Linked DNA regions of Hordeum vulgare: region 1 is linked to region 2. Evidence: chromatin contacts called from public Hi-C data. All regions are on one chromosome and are shown on one strand. Each heading gives the region's core, a stretch centred on a gene start, on an enhancer-like site or on the middle of the called end of the contact. The rest is flanking DNA. Distances are from core to core; before and after follow the strand shown.

Evidence for each region. A called contact is a pair of places that touch in the nucleus more often than the background predicts.
Region 1: a contact with region 2 is called in a Hi-C map of seedling, with 2.6 times the contacts expected there. The contact joins the promoter of LOC123452396 here to the promoter of LOC123452393 in region 2. A contact is called at or near these places in 2 of 6 Hi-C or Micro-C datasets (leaf and seedling).

Annotation. Positions count from the first base shown.
Region 1 is chr5H:533,784,852-533,791,757 of MorexV3_pseudomolecules_assembly, reverse strand. LOC123452396 (thioredoxin-like protein HCF164, chloroplastic) reads left to right here and starts at 3,152. Exons shown (of 5, transcript XR_006632593.1): 1 at 3,152-3,432; 2 at 3,594-3,818; 3 at 6,355-6,458.
Region 2 is chr5H:533,629,588-533,635,770 of MorexV3_pseudomolecules_assembly, reverse strand. It overlaps LOC123452393 (proteasome assembly chaperone 2), which reads right to left and starts at 1,535. Exons shown (of 8, transcript XM_045129041.1): 1 at 1,370-1,535; 2 at 1,104-1,269. The coding sequence starts at 1,429.

The DNA of each region.
Region 1 (6,906 bases), core at 1,903-4,402, 150 kb before region 2:
ACAAGGTATTCCTCCGGTGTCCAAGCGTTGCATGATCTCATGGTCATAGGAACACATACATTGACATGCAGAAAACAGTAGCAATAAACTGACACGATCATATGCTATGTTTATAGTTTTTGGGTCTTGTCCATCACATCATTCTCCCAATGATGTGATCCCGTTATAGAGTGATAACACTTGTCTATGGTCAGGAAACCTTGACCATCTTTGATCAACGAGCTAGTCAATTAGAGTCTCACTAGGGACAGTGTGTTGTGTATGTATCCACACATGTATTTGAGTTTCCAAATCAATACAATTCCAGCATGGATAATAAACGATTATCATGAATAAAGAAATATAATAATAACCAATTTATTATTGCCTCTAGAGCATATTTCCAACAACCAACATGGTGAAAGTGACTAGATGAAATTCCTGTGAGCCCTCAAGAACACTTTGCCTATTATAAGAACCCATTTTGGCCTATCCTTTGCCACAAAAGGATTGGGATACCTTGCTACACTTATTGTTACTATTGCTACTCGTTACTTGTTACAATTATCTTGCTATCAAACAACTTGTTACCGCTATTTCAGTGCTTGCAGAAATTACCTTGCTGAAAACCACTTGTCATTTCCTTCTGCTCCTCGTTGGGTTTGACAATTTTACTTATTGAAAGGACTACGATTAATCTCCTATACTTGTGGGTCATCATGTTCGTCTCCCCCTTCATTTGCTAATCCTTCATAGAGGTGGGGGAATCCTGATTTTGCATGTTCACCGCGTAGTTAGGGCTAGGTTTTCATTTTGTTGTGGTGTGGTTCATATGGAGGTGGCTCCGCCACATCTAACACATATCGACGACTCGTCGACAAAGTCAAGGAACCTATGGATCAGTGTCATCGTGCTTCGACATTCTATGGTGTTTGTTTGATCGTGGGCTTGTTGTTGGCGGCCTCGTCTTTTTCTGGATTTTTCCCCCTAGAGGAAACCGTGGGCTAGGTCACCTGTTCTTGCTCATGATGTTAGCTTGATCGTTGACACGAATCAGGATGTGGCACTCACCGATTTAGCATCTGCCCCGAACTCCCAACGCACACCGCGGCTGGCTACAAATAGAGACATCTACAAGTAGTTTCTTTCTCTAGTTTTGTGTGGGTGACACAACTGTTGTTGTTCTCGTTGCCATTCTCCCCTTTTAGACTATTAGGAGGGAAAAAGCCCTCGTAGTTCCAATTTTATTGAAGACAAAACAAGAGTAATTCAGACAAGCACGCGTCATCCGCATGTTACAAAAGAAAAGTAAAACATGAAAGTTTCAAGGCTAGAAAACACCGGCAACTTATTATATCAGCAAGGTAACTAAAAGTTTTAGTCTCTCCTCAACCGATGCTACGCCGATAAAATCGAGCAGCGTTGTTTTCAATTTCACAAGGATTTTCTCGAGGGCTTAGATGTACTTCTAAGTTTTGTCAATGTCTTTTTTGTCGAAGTGAGGATAATTTTCCTAGTTCTAGATATTTATTTTGTACTCGTTCTTCTAGTAATACTCTAGAAATTAGTATAAAAATACTTATCTATATTTGACCTCACAAGAAAAGATCCTAAGCTTTCCTCCTCCTATTGTGGGTGCCGCCGCCGGTTTGCCTCATCTTAGATGGCCTTTGGGCCATTGAGGTGCGAAGGACCTCGGCTCCGCACCGGCATGAGGGGTCCCGTTCTTGCTTTTATTAGGTTCAACATCTTGGTTAAGGTTGTGTGGCGGCGACCATGTTCCTCAACAGAAATAATGTCTCCCGTGTTTACCCCCGTCCCGATGACGCGTCTAGCTTCATGGGAGGGCGTATGAAGTTTTGTCTTCACCAGCTCTCGCGGGATTCGGTCTGTACTGGTTTTTGGTGGACATGTTTGGATCCGGTCTTTGTCCATCTTCGTGTTGGTGTTTATAGGCTTGGTCCTTCCAATCTACGAATTTCTTCATCGGTGATGGTTGTTGCTCTCGTGCACTAGTCCTATGATGCCTTAGCACGACCTAATGTCTAGTACAACAAGGTTTTTCGGCCTCCAACGAGGGAGGGGCGATAATGGTGGCACACTTTTGGTTCACTTGAGTGTTTGTAGTCGTCTCTAGGTGGTTCACGGACCTGATTGTATATTTTTTATTATCTCTTGTGTTCGTTGTACTGCCATGGTTAAGAATGAATAGATTGGAATTTTCTCGCATAAAAAAATTGATAATTAGAAGCTGTAGTTTTGTCCAATCTATTAAGGGGATACTCCTCCTTATCCTTCATAACACTAAACTTCGTAGTTTTTAAGGCCGCATGGTCAATTGAGGTCTTCAATTTAGAACTGGGTTATCCAAATTTGACCAAGTCAACAATTTCACAAGAAGCTCTCTCATTCAATTTTTAACACACCATGCTCCTTAATTTTAAAGCTTTCTCCTTCAATTGAGGCATACAATTCTAATGTTTTGATTTTGACTTGATCAATCCTTTGTTGTGGCAATGAAATCTCTAATTTCCTTAAGTTCCCCTGTTTTAAAGCCCCCTCATCCAATCCAGATCTTTAATTTGGATTGGATACACAATTGATTGGGTTGTTGTTCCGGGTTTCGTGGTGGGATTTCCATGAATGGGTGGTGTGGTCTTGGTTGAAAAAAAATGAAAGTGTTGCCCATGACACGTTTATCACCAACATAAAACTTGCGTCTAACAATGTAAATAACTTTCTTATGTATTTGTATTGAGTAAAAGATGTTCTTCAATCACACGATCAAAAAGATCCACCAAACACCACAAAAAGAAAATGATGCACTTATGAATGATTCGCCAGGGATTAGTCATAGCAAACATTCTCCTACCAATAACTTCCTGATTTTCATCCTTGGCCCACTCTTCCTGTACTATCTGATAAAACACATACTTCATTATATCCTTTACATGTCAAACAAATCAACACTAAATAATTTCTATAACTTTAAAAAAAATATCACACACACATATATATATATAAATAAAAGATGTACATCCCATAACATAAACGGCGCGACAAAGCATGCACTGTCCTCCTAGCCTACAAAGAAAAATCAAAGAAAAACGAGCACGCTCTTTGCATCGCACGATTAGGGGCGACGTGGCGCGGCCTGCGCCACCCACATCATCATCTTCTCGTTTGACCCGGCACCCCAGGCGGCTCGTCGTCAGTTCGTCCCTCCCTCCCTCCTTCCCCTGTGCTGTGCCATCCCGAAGCGTAAACTGAAAAATGGCGAGTGTGACCTCGAGGTGCTCCGGCCTCCTCCTCCCGGACCTGCGGCCGGGCCTCGCGGGGCTCCGCAGCCGCTCGCCTCCGCCTTCTTCTTCCCGCGTCCATCTGCGCCGGTGCCGCCGCCGGCCGAGAACCCTGTCCTGCGTCGCGCCGCCCGACTCCGCGGAGCCGAAGACGGTGAGTCCTCGTAGCATACTCAAACAGATTCGGGGCAGTGGATAGACTAATCTGGTGCTTCTTTAGCTTCATGCTCATAAGAAACAGAAGTAAAAAATTCCAGTCAGATAGCAGTATAGCATGAACCGTGAAGTCATTCCTGCTCCCGTTTGCTTCCACAGGACGAACAGCAGGTGAAAGCTGAGCTGGGTGAAGAGAAGGCTCAGCCAAGCAGCAGCACGCCCCAGGAGGCTGCTGTAGACCCACCTGTTCCAGACAGGGGTCTCAACAGACGGATAGCTGTGCTCACCACGCTTGCAGCGGTGGGCCTCTTTGGATCCCAAAGGCTCCAGCTTGGCGGGTTTTCTCTCAAAGATCTTGCTGCCAATGCTGTGCCATATGAAGAGGTTAGCGCTTCTTGGCCTTTGTCCTTTGACCCCGAGGAGCTTTGTGCACAGTTCTACACTGAACATGAACAGATAGATAGATAGATACAAACTCTTCAGCTAAATGTCAAACAGCAAAAGGAAGTTCGCTGCCATTTTGTGTATACTGAAATCAGTCTAGTGCGACCCTCCATACGTGTGTCATTTAGTTACTAGATTTTGTGCTTAGAATTGCAGTAATTGGACAACAAAGCATCATCTGGTGCAGTTCAGATCATGGTAGAGTTACAACTCACTGCAAGGGAAATAGTTGCTTTAGATACAACAAAAGATGAGATTCTTGCCGAATCCGACCCAATCAGTATGTCTGTACTAAGGATGACGGCCTGTATCCAGAGTTTCCCTGGGGCGACCCTCCAGATATGTGTCATTTAGTCACTAGATGTTGTGCTTACAATTGCCTGGCTTAGAGCATCTCTAGTAGAACCCTCAAACCCTTAAATCTAAAACCAGTTTTAAGGGTTGAGAATTGGCCATTTTTGACACTTTTAAGGGTTGAAAAACAAGGGCAAAGACTAGAACACTCAAACCCAACCCTTATAACGGAATATTCCGTTATAAGGGTTGGGTTTGAGGGTTCTAGTCTTTGTCCCAACCCCAACCCTTAAAACTGTCATTTCATATATCACACATTTCATCACATTTCATCATATGACATATCACAAATTCAATCACATTTGACATAAAACAATAATCATTCTAGTTATTATTACACCACCGAATAAAACAATAATCATTCAAATTATTACAACAATGTTTGAGCAAATCACAACAATTGTTCGAATCAAATAGGACATAGAAAAGTAAAACAAAGATACATCATAATTCATGAGTAAAACATTTGACAATGGAGATAAAATGTAAAGTGAAATAATAGCAACTTTGGAAGATCATGACAATCTGAAGCAAAATACAAGGTAAGCATATCATGAAAATTTGAAACCAAATTATTACATGCTAACTTATTTTTTAGCAGCAATCTGAAGAAAAATACAAGGTAAGCATATCATGCAAAATCTATTTACTAGCCTCTATTTGTAACTGATTTCTTAGCAGCAAAATCTGCCATGAAATCTGTTATGAAACCTGAAACCTGAAATCATGGAACCTGAAGCAAAATCGGTATCAATTGCACAGGGAAAAACCTGAAACAACTAATTGCACAGGGCATGTATCAATTGCACAGGGCAAAATCTGTCATGAAACCTGAAACCTGAAACCATGAAACCTGAAGCAAAATCTGTTATGACTTGCCTGAAAAAAATTCAGTTGGCTAGAAACTCACATACACAGGGCATGTATCAATTGCCTCTCTGCCAATAATTTTGTTCTACTTATCTAGCAAAACCAGGAAGAATATGTACACTGGAGCTCGCGAGGGCACCATGGTAGAAGTGTGGAGGTGGAGAAGGATTGGAACAGGAGCTCATCGGGGCGTCGGGGAACTGCTGCAGCGGCGAGGTGGGCGGCTCAGGCCGGGGCGGGGCGCAGGGGCGGCCGGGGCTGGCGCAGGGGCGGGCGCGGGGCCGGCAGGGGCGGCCGGGGCGGCGGCGGGTGCCTCCATGGCGGCGAGGCGGGCGCGAGGAGGCGGCGGCTGGAGACGGGAGCGGGATGAAAATCCCTCCCGCGCTGGAGAGGAAGCGGAGTGCGGGTTGGGAGGAGGAAACTCCTCCCAACCCTCACTTCTACAGGTTCAAAACAAGTTTGAGGGTTGGACCTCTAAATTATTTTACGGATTTGAGGGTTTAGGGGTTCTAGTCTATCGTTTTTTTCCGACGAAAACTGTAAAAAAGCGGTTATTTTTAAGGGTTTGAGGATTTGAGGGCTCTACTAGACTTGCTCTTAGTTGTAGATGTTGAGGTATAAATGCATAGCCCACCTTTCCTCATTAGCTTGAGTTTTTTGGTGAACTGGCTGGTGCGTGCAGTCTACATGGCATCAGAGCTAGGAGGTATTGAAGGTCTTGAGTTCAAGACACGGTTGACCCAATTTAAAAATTAAAAATTTGCAGCCCACTTTCGGTCCATGTTTAGGGCTGAGGGAGCCTCACGTGAGGGGGAGTGTTGACGTATAGCAGTTCTATAGTACACATATTAAGTCGAATATCTAATGACTGGTCATATGCCCATTTGAATGTTAATCCAACGAAGGGTTGCTTTCGAGAATGCATTACTCAAGTTGTAAGGATGTTAGATATTTTTGGGGAAGATGCCAGAAACTGATGGGTTTGTTTATTTGCAGTTCATTGATTTGGTACTGCTTCATGTGAAACCTTGCTTCTGTACCTGTATGGGGTGACCATTAGTAAACTAGTGTTCATAGTATGTACACTATGATGAATCGATTTCATGTGAAATTGACAAGAAATCCTATTATGACTGAGCCTCATCTTTATCTGGTTGCGCTGACTACATTTATGTCGCATAGAGAAATGCATCTTTGAATTGCATGCTTGTTTGCTTTCAAAATCTAATTAACATGAGAAATGCATCTGCAGGCTCTCTCAAATGGCAAGCCCACTGTTGTCGAGTTTTATGCGGATTGGTGTGAAGTTTGTCGAGAGTTAGCTCCAGATATTTACAAAATTGAGCAACAGTATAAGTAAGCTGCCTTCAACATTTTTAACTTCTATATATCCCATAGAAATAGCAACTATGATTTGGTTCCTTCATTGAAGAATTGATGGGTATTTATGCTTTTTTACTGATCGTAATGTGCACCTTCCATAGAATACAGCTCTGTAGCTGGACAGCTATACCAATACAGTGCAAGTGTATGCAGTATAATACACTTGCCATACCCATACTAAAGAATACTTAAAGTTCATTAGTGAGTCTAGACATCAATAATTCAACTCTGAGCTACACCCAGGTGCATATCCACTTGATTTTCTATGTGCATTTACTCTTTTTGGAAATAAACATAAATGTACATTATGTTAGAAGAGTAGTAGCCCTGGTACTAAAATGCTTGCTGTAATTGATTTGCAAAAAAGAAATGCTTGCTGTAATCTCCAGAAACCACTATATCAACAACTTGGATACAACTG
Region 2 (6,183 bases), core at 286-2,785:
TGCTTATTTGATGTTTTGCTTATATATTTTTTTTTAAAATAGTGAATAACGGGGCTGTAGAAGTTGCTGAGAAAATAATTGCTCCAGTACAGACAGCACTTATTAACGGTAGGTTCACTTTAGATGATGTAAGTATACTGTATGAGCTTTTAGATGAAATTAATAGAAGAAAATCAGATGTTAGCCTTTTTACTGGATTTTGAAAAAGCTTATGACAAGATTAACTGGTCTTTTTTTAAGGTTTGTTCTAGTTAAGAGAGGGTTCCTTGGGAAATATATATATAATAGATCATACAAACCATAACTAGCAGCAGAGTTAGCTGTTGTGGTTAATGACCAAATAGGACCTCTTTACTAATGATCCTACCCAAATAATTGTACAGAATTCTCACTGGAAGTCATGGTAGGCTGAATTGCAGAGAGGATGAAACAAACAGGTATTACAATCAGCGGCACTGCTTCTTTCTAAGGTGGACATGGAGTTATACAATCGAGGCAGAGACTGGGGACTAACAACTCTCAGGATTGTCGTGGGGTGATCCGGAAGATGGTGGTCGTGCAGGCCTCGTATTGCAGATCTATGCTATGTTTCACATGATCAGCAGTTATCTTTGGTAGTTGTTATTTTGCCGCCCTGGTGTTGATGTTTCTTCTGATCTATTCCTTGAGAAGTTAAAACCTAGTGCTCTGCAATAACGTAGTTTGCTCGAAGGGGTATAGTGTTGCGTGGGTCTGTAAGTTCTAAACTGTTGAAATAAAAATCGGGAGCAAAGAGCTCCTTAATTCGAAAATAAAAACAAAACAGTGGCATGTGTGGCAGACAGTGTGTACATGCGGCGCCGAAACACATTCCATCAAACAGTGGCAGGCGTAGGAGACAGAGTACACACGCAACATGGTAAACGCGTTTCATCGAGCAGCAGCGTGCATAGCGGACAAGAGCACACGCAGCACCGCATTCCAACAAACAGATGGTATGCACAAAACAAAGGCCAACGTTGCAAGCAACTAGTAGTAAATAGCAGCACCACTAACACAATCCATCAAACAATCAGCGAGCACAGCACAGGAGGACAAAGTTTTCGGGATTCGAGAGGCCCTACCTTCGAGCGCGAGCGCGAGGTCGCCGACGGCGTCGGGGCCGAAGGCGTCGTTGCCGACGCAGGGCAGCACGGAGGGCTCGTCGAGGTACGCCACCCGCCTCGCCTTCGCCGACGGTATCAGCAGGTCCACGGCGAGCTGCCCCACGTTGCCGATCGAAAGCGCGGGCTGCACGAGGCCGAGAGGGAGGGGGCGGGTCAGCAACGTCAGAAACCAGAAGGAGACACCGTTACCAAAGATAGATTTCGGAGGAAACTGGCATCCAGACCATGACGAGCGTGGAGCAGGAGGGCGAGAACTGCTCGCCGTCGACGAGGGCGAACTCCATCGCGGCGGGGGCTGGATCGGCGGCTGCCGCGGTCGGGGCCCGAGGGTTTCAGCTTGCGCCGGAAGTTGGGGAACTGAGACGAGAGAACAGAGCGGAGGAGCAGAACGCTGCCCTTCTGCCTTCGCTTCGCTGACTTGTTTTGGGCCGAGTCTGGTGGGTCGTGGACATGTACCTTGCCAGGCTGACAGAGAGTGTAGCCCAGCTCATGATCCTCGTAACTGAGAAAATTGTACCGCATTTTCAGGAGCTTTTCTTTTTTTACTCAAAAAAGGAGCTTTTCTTTTTTGAGAAACACATGTAATTTTATTCATACTCATAAGAATAACATGTACTCCCTCTGTAAACTATTATAAAATCGTTTAGATAACTACCTAGTGATATAAATGCTTTTATATTAACTTACAGAGAGAGTACAGTGACTTGGATCCGACATTCAAGAAAATGTGAAGTAACTCCTATGACTAAGAAATACAATGGAATCTTTTGAAAACATCTTCTTCGCGGTATCAATCTCTTCTCAAATAAATACTCAAAATACTTCGGTAAAGAGGCTGTAATTGGGCTGGCTCAACAATATTGTCTCTCTTTTACCCGCGCGAACATTATCAATAATGATTTTTAAAAGCACATTGAGGCATCCATCCAAAAAGATGGAAAGCCTCGATCCACGAACGTACATGGTCGATTGGTTTTTGTTTGCCCATCTGTGGAAGATACTAATATTTCAGGAAAAAGAACCAGATTTTACTAGTTTTGGTTTTTAAGTAAAAATAAAAAAATATTCAGAAATAGTCATAAATTTACAAAAACATGTCCAGGAATTAAAAAAAGAAGTTCATGCCTTTCTAAAAAAATGTACATGAATTTACAATTTTCATAAACTAAAATATCATGAATTTGGAGAACTGTTCAAATTTTTGTTTTTAAATTAAAAATATTGATGAATTTTGAAATGTTCATGTACTGAATAATAATTAAATAAAGGAATAAAGACAAACGAACAGCAAAAAAGGGGACACAGCCAAACACCCGGTTGATAGAAAGCGTGAAAACAAAACAAACAAAAAAGGAAAAACGATGGAGGACACTCTAGAAAGTTTCTAAAACTAGAATAAGCCCATAATGTTCTCTTGTTATAAGGGCTGACCCATTTAGGACGAAGGAGCGACCGGGGATGTCAAATGTGCCTTGTATGGGAAAAATAAACTATTTGATACCTTAACGGCCAAATAGGGCACACATTTTCCTGACAAAATTGTGTAGAGTTCTCCTTGAAAAATGGCCGACCGTTGAAGCAAGGTGAAGTGAATATAGTAGTTTAGATATTTCGTCTTCTTTTGCGAGCCATAGATTATCAGATGTTAACTTTATTGGCTAGCATGAGATTACTAGAATCGTAACTTTAACACTTACGGATATTTCATTGATGCCCTGCACATCTGCACATGTGGCCACATAATCTAATGTCTGGTTTCTAATGCTTAAGAAAATACTCCATCCTTCTAACAATTTAAACAAAAACCATGACAATTATTTTGAAACTGGAGGGAGTAACCATACAACAAAAGCATGCATAATTCTACTACAACAGCCGAACGAAACACAGCCCTTGCTCTGTTTTTGCCGACGTGACCTAAAACTTGTGGACGAATAGTAATGATTGTGTTCAAATCATTCGAATTTTATGCAGCGATGTTGTTCGCTTTCTAAGCATTGGGACAAAAGATTCCTTAATGCGATGATTGATGGCATTCATGGGCCTACCTTATTTCTATGCGACCTCCTTGTCAAGGGGAGGATCTAGTGGGGATACCGTAGGTGCCATGATAACCTCTCTAATTAAAATTGTAAAAGACTTACACTATATATTTAACACTAAATATCTAATAAATTGATGCTATTTTAAGACTGTTGAGGTTATGATGATGTTTAAACCAAATTATACTATTTGTACTTTTGTAGTGTAAATTTTCATAAAATTTGAATTGTGGCACTCTCAGGCTGAGGTTCTACGTATGCCACTGTAGTACTTCTTTGGCCCCTTGGCCTCAAGGCGTCTTCTATCGTTTTTTTGGGACTTCTGGCCATGTTTGTTTTGTTGGGCCAGTGGTATTATTTTACTTGTGGACTTTTGCTTGGCTTATTGGTTTATCTATTTACCTTGGTGAAATCCAACTCGTTATAAGACACACCGCCCCTCTTTGAAACAGTTGTGTCAATCATGATTTTTTTTAGAACCAATCGATGTGACTGTATGAAAAAAATTGATATGGTTGACTAGAGGGGATGAATAGGCAAGTACTAATTTTTAGCTCTTTTAAACAAATTAGGTTAAGTAACAAATATGTTGTCTAGATATGCAACTAGATGAACAACCTATATGATGCTAACAACAACAACTAGCAAGCAATCCAAATATTCAACATGATAATAACTTGCACAAAGTAAAGGTAACAAGTAACCACAAAAAGAACCAATGGAGACAAGGATGTATTACTGAAGTTCCTTCCCTTTGAAGGGAGTACGTTTTTGTTAGAGCGTGTGGAGACACAATGCTTTCCAAAAAGCCACTAAGTCCATCGTATTCTCCTCATGCCCTCACTCAATGCGAGGTATCGTGATTCCACTAATGGTGCTCTTGAAAGCGGCGATCGAACATTTACAAACAAGATTGGGGCAATCTCCATAATTTAATTGGAGGCTCCCAACGCACCACGAAGCTTCACCACAATGAAGTGTGACTTCGAGGTGTCCTCTCCAGTCTAGGGTGCTCAAATACGCAAGAGTAACAAGATCCACAAGGGATTAGTGTGTGGAATTAAATTTATCTTGGTGAAAGTGTATATCAAGGCCTTCTCCTCCAAACCCTAGAGCATCAACAAGTTTTGATGGCTAGGGAGAGAGATTGGGCGAAAATGAGCTTAGGAGCAAGAATGGAGCTTGTGGGAAAGAGGTAAGTCAACTTGGGGAAGAAGATTCACGTATATAGAAAGGGGGTGGATCCAACCGTTATGCCCCTTCAGCTCATGCATAAACGATAGTACTGTTCGGGCGAGCGGTACTTCCACTGGCACGATAGATTCCACCGCAACGTGCAACTTAGAGGACCAAGGATGCGGCGGTGTTGCGGGAGCGATACTACCGCCAGGTGCTGCAAGTGCGGGTGAAACTATGATAGTAGAATAAGGCAGCGCGGTACTTCCACAAAGAGCGGCACTACCGCTCTCACTACTGCCGTTCTACTACCACTCAAAGGAGTGTGATATCGAGAGAGAAAAATGTAAGCGGTACTCCAAGCTAAGAAGATACTTGTAGTACCACACAAGCGGTACTACCGCAGGGTTAGAGCGGTACTTCCGCTTAGTACTTGCGCCTACACCGGGAAGTGGAAGTGGGATAGTAGATCGAGCTGTAGAACTGCCCGAGCGGTAATACTGCTCTCTACTACCATCCAACTTCCGCTGTAAGCCGAGAGAGCACAATATAAGCGGAGATGGTAGCAGCACTGAACTGCGAGCGGTACTACCATTGGTCAGCACGGTACTACCACTTAGCTGCCTCTAAAAAACACAAACATAGGGGGATGAAACCCCAAGTGTGGAAAAGGAAAATGGGGTGTAAAGTGACTGTGTATGTCTTGATTTCATCCTAACATTTTAAAAAACGGATCCCCTTTTGATTGTACGGATTACCTATGACTCAAGACCACCAAACGAAAATCGTCGAAAAATAACCGTCTTCTCTCTTAAAAACCAAGGGGAAATAAACGGTCTCGTGCCGTGTGATAATCTCTAAAACTAAATGCACACGATTAGTCCGCAAAACATATTATCATCACTCACCAAAACCATTTAGGAAAAATACATCCTAACGGGAGGGGGAGCCCCACCTGAATATGTTATTCAAACGGTAACACTATACAAAATCATTTACATAGTTGAATTACAAGGGCACATTCACACATCAAGAGATATAAAGTTGCCACGACGATTCAACCACCTTGTCGCGTTGTTTGGAGAGGTGGTGCAACCAAAGATCAATGTTGTCGATGATGCATTTGAAAGTGATCGCACTATGGATGTCCTCGCCCCTAAAATCTTGGCGTCTCCTGCGTCCCGGGTCTTCCAAAGAATAGCCAGTAGGATGTAAGTCTAAGTAGAGTGGTTGACTCCAGAGGCAAATACGGAGTCCGATGATCATCGAAGGTGGGGGTGAGCATGATATCGATACGTTGCCAAATCCTCATAGCGTCTTCTATGTTGTTGGAACATCTTGGCAAGTACCTATTTTATCATCTGGATAATTACCCCTATTTTGATGAGTAGGTCAACAACAGAAAACATAGGTTGGGTGAGGTGTCAATTTCGAGTCATAGTGATTATCTCACCTCTCAATAAAAAGCTCTTGATAAGATGCTGCAAGAACTGTAATCTTCCAATTTTAAGAAATGAAAGAAGATTGAGCAAAACCACAATAGCAAATGTATCACCAAAAGCATGACCAACACCAAATTAAAAAGATTTTTGACTATGGCAAATCGAATTCTTTTTTATGGCAAATTATATTTGTTGAGGATGGCAAATTTAGTTGGTGAGCTTGGCAAATCCGCCTTGGTACATTTTTTAGCCAAAAAATTGCTATACTTGCAAATTAAACTTGTTATCATTACATCAGTATAAATTGCGATGAAAAAAGTCAGCTTTTCCATGCTTAAAAATTTGATGTCAGGTTTTTAGCGTTTTCGAAAAAGAAAG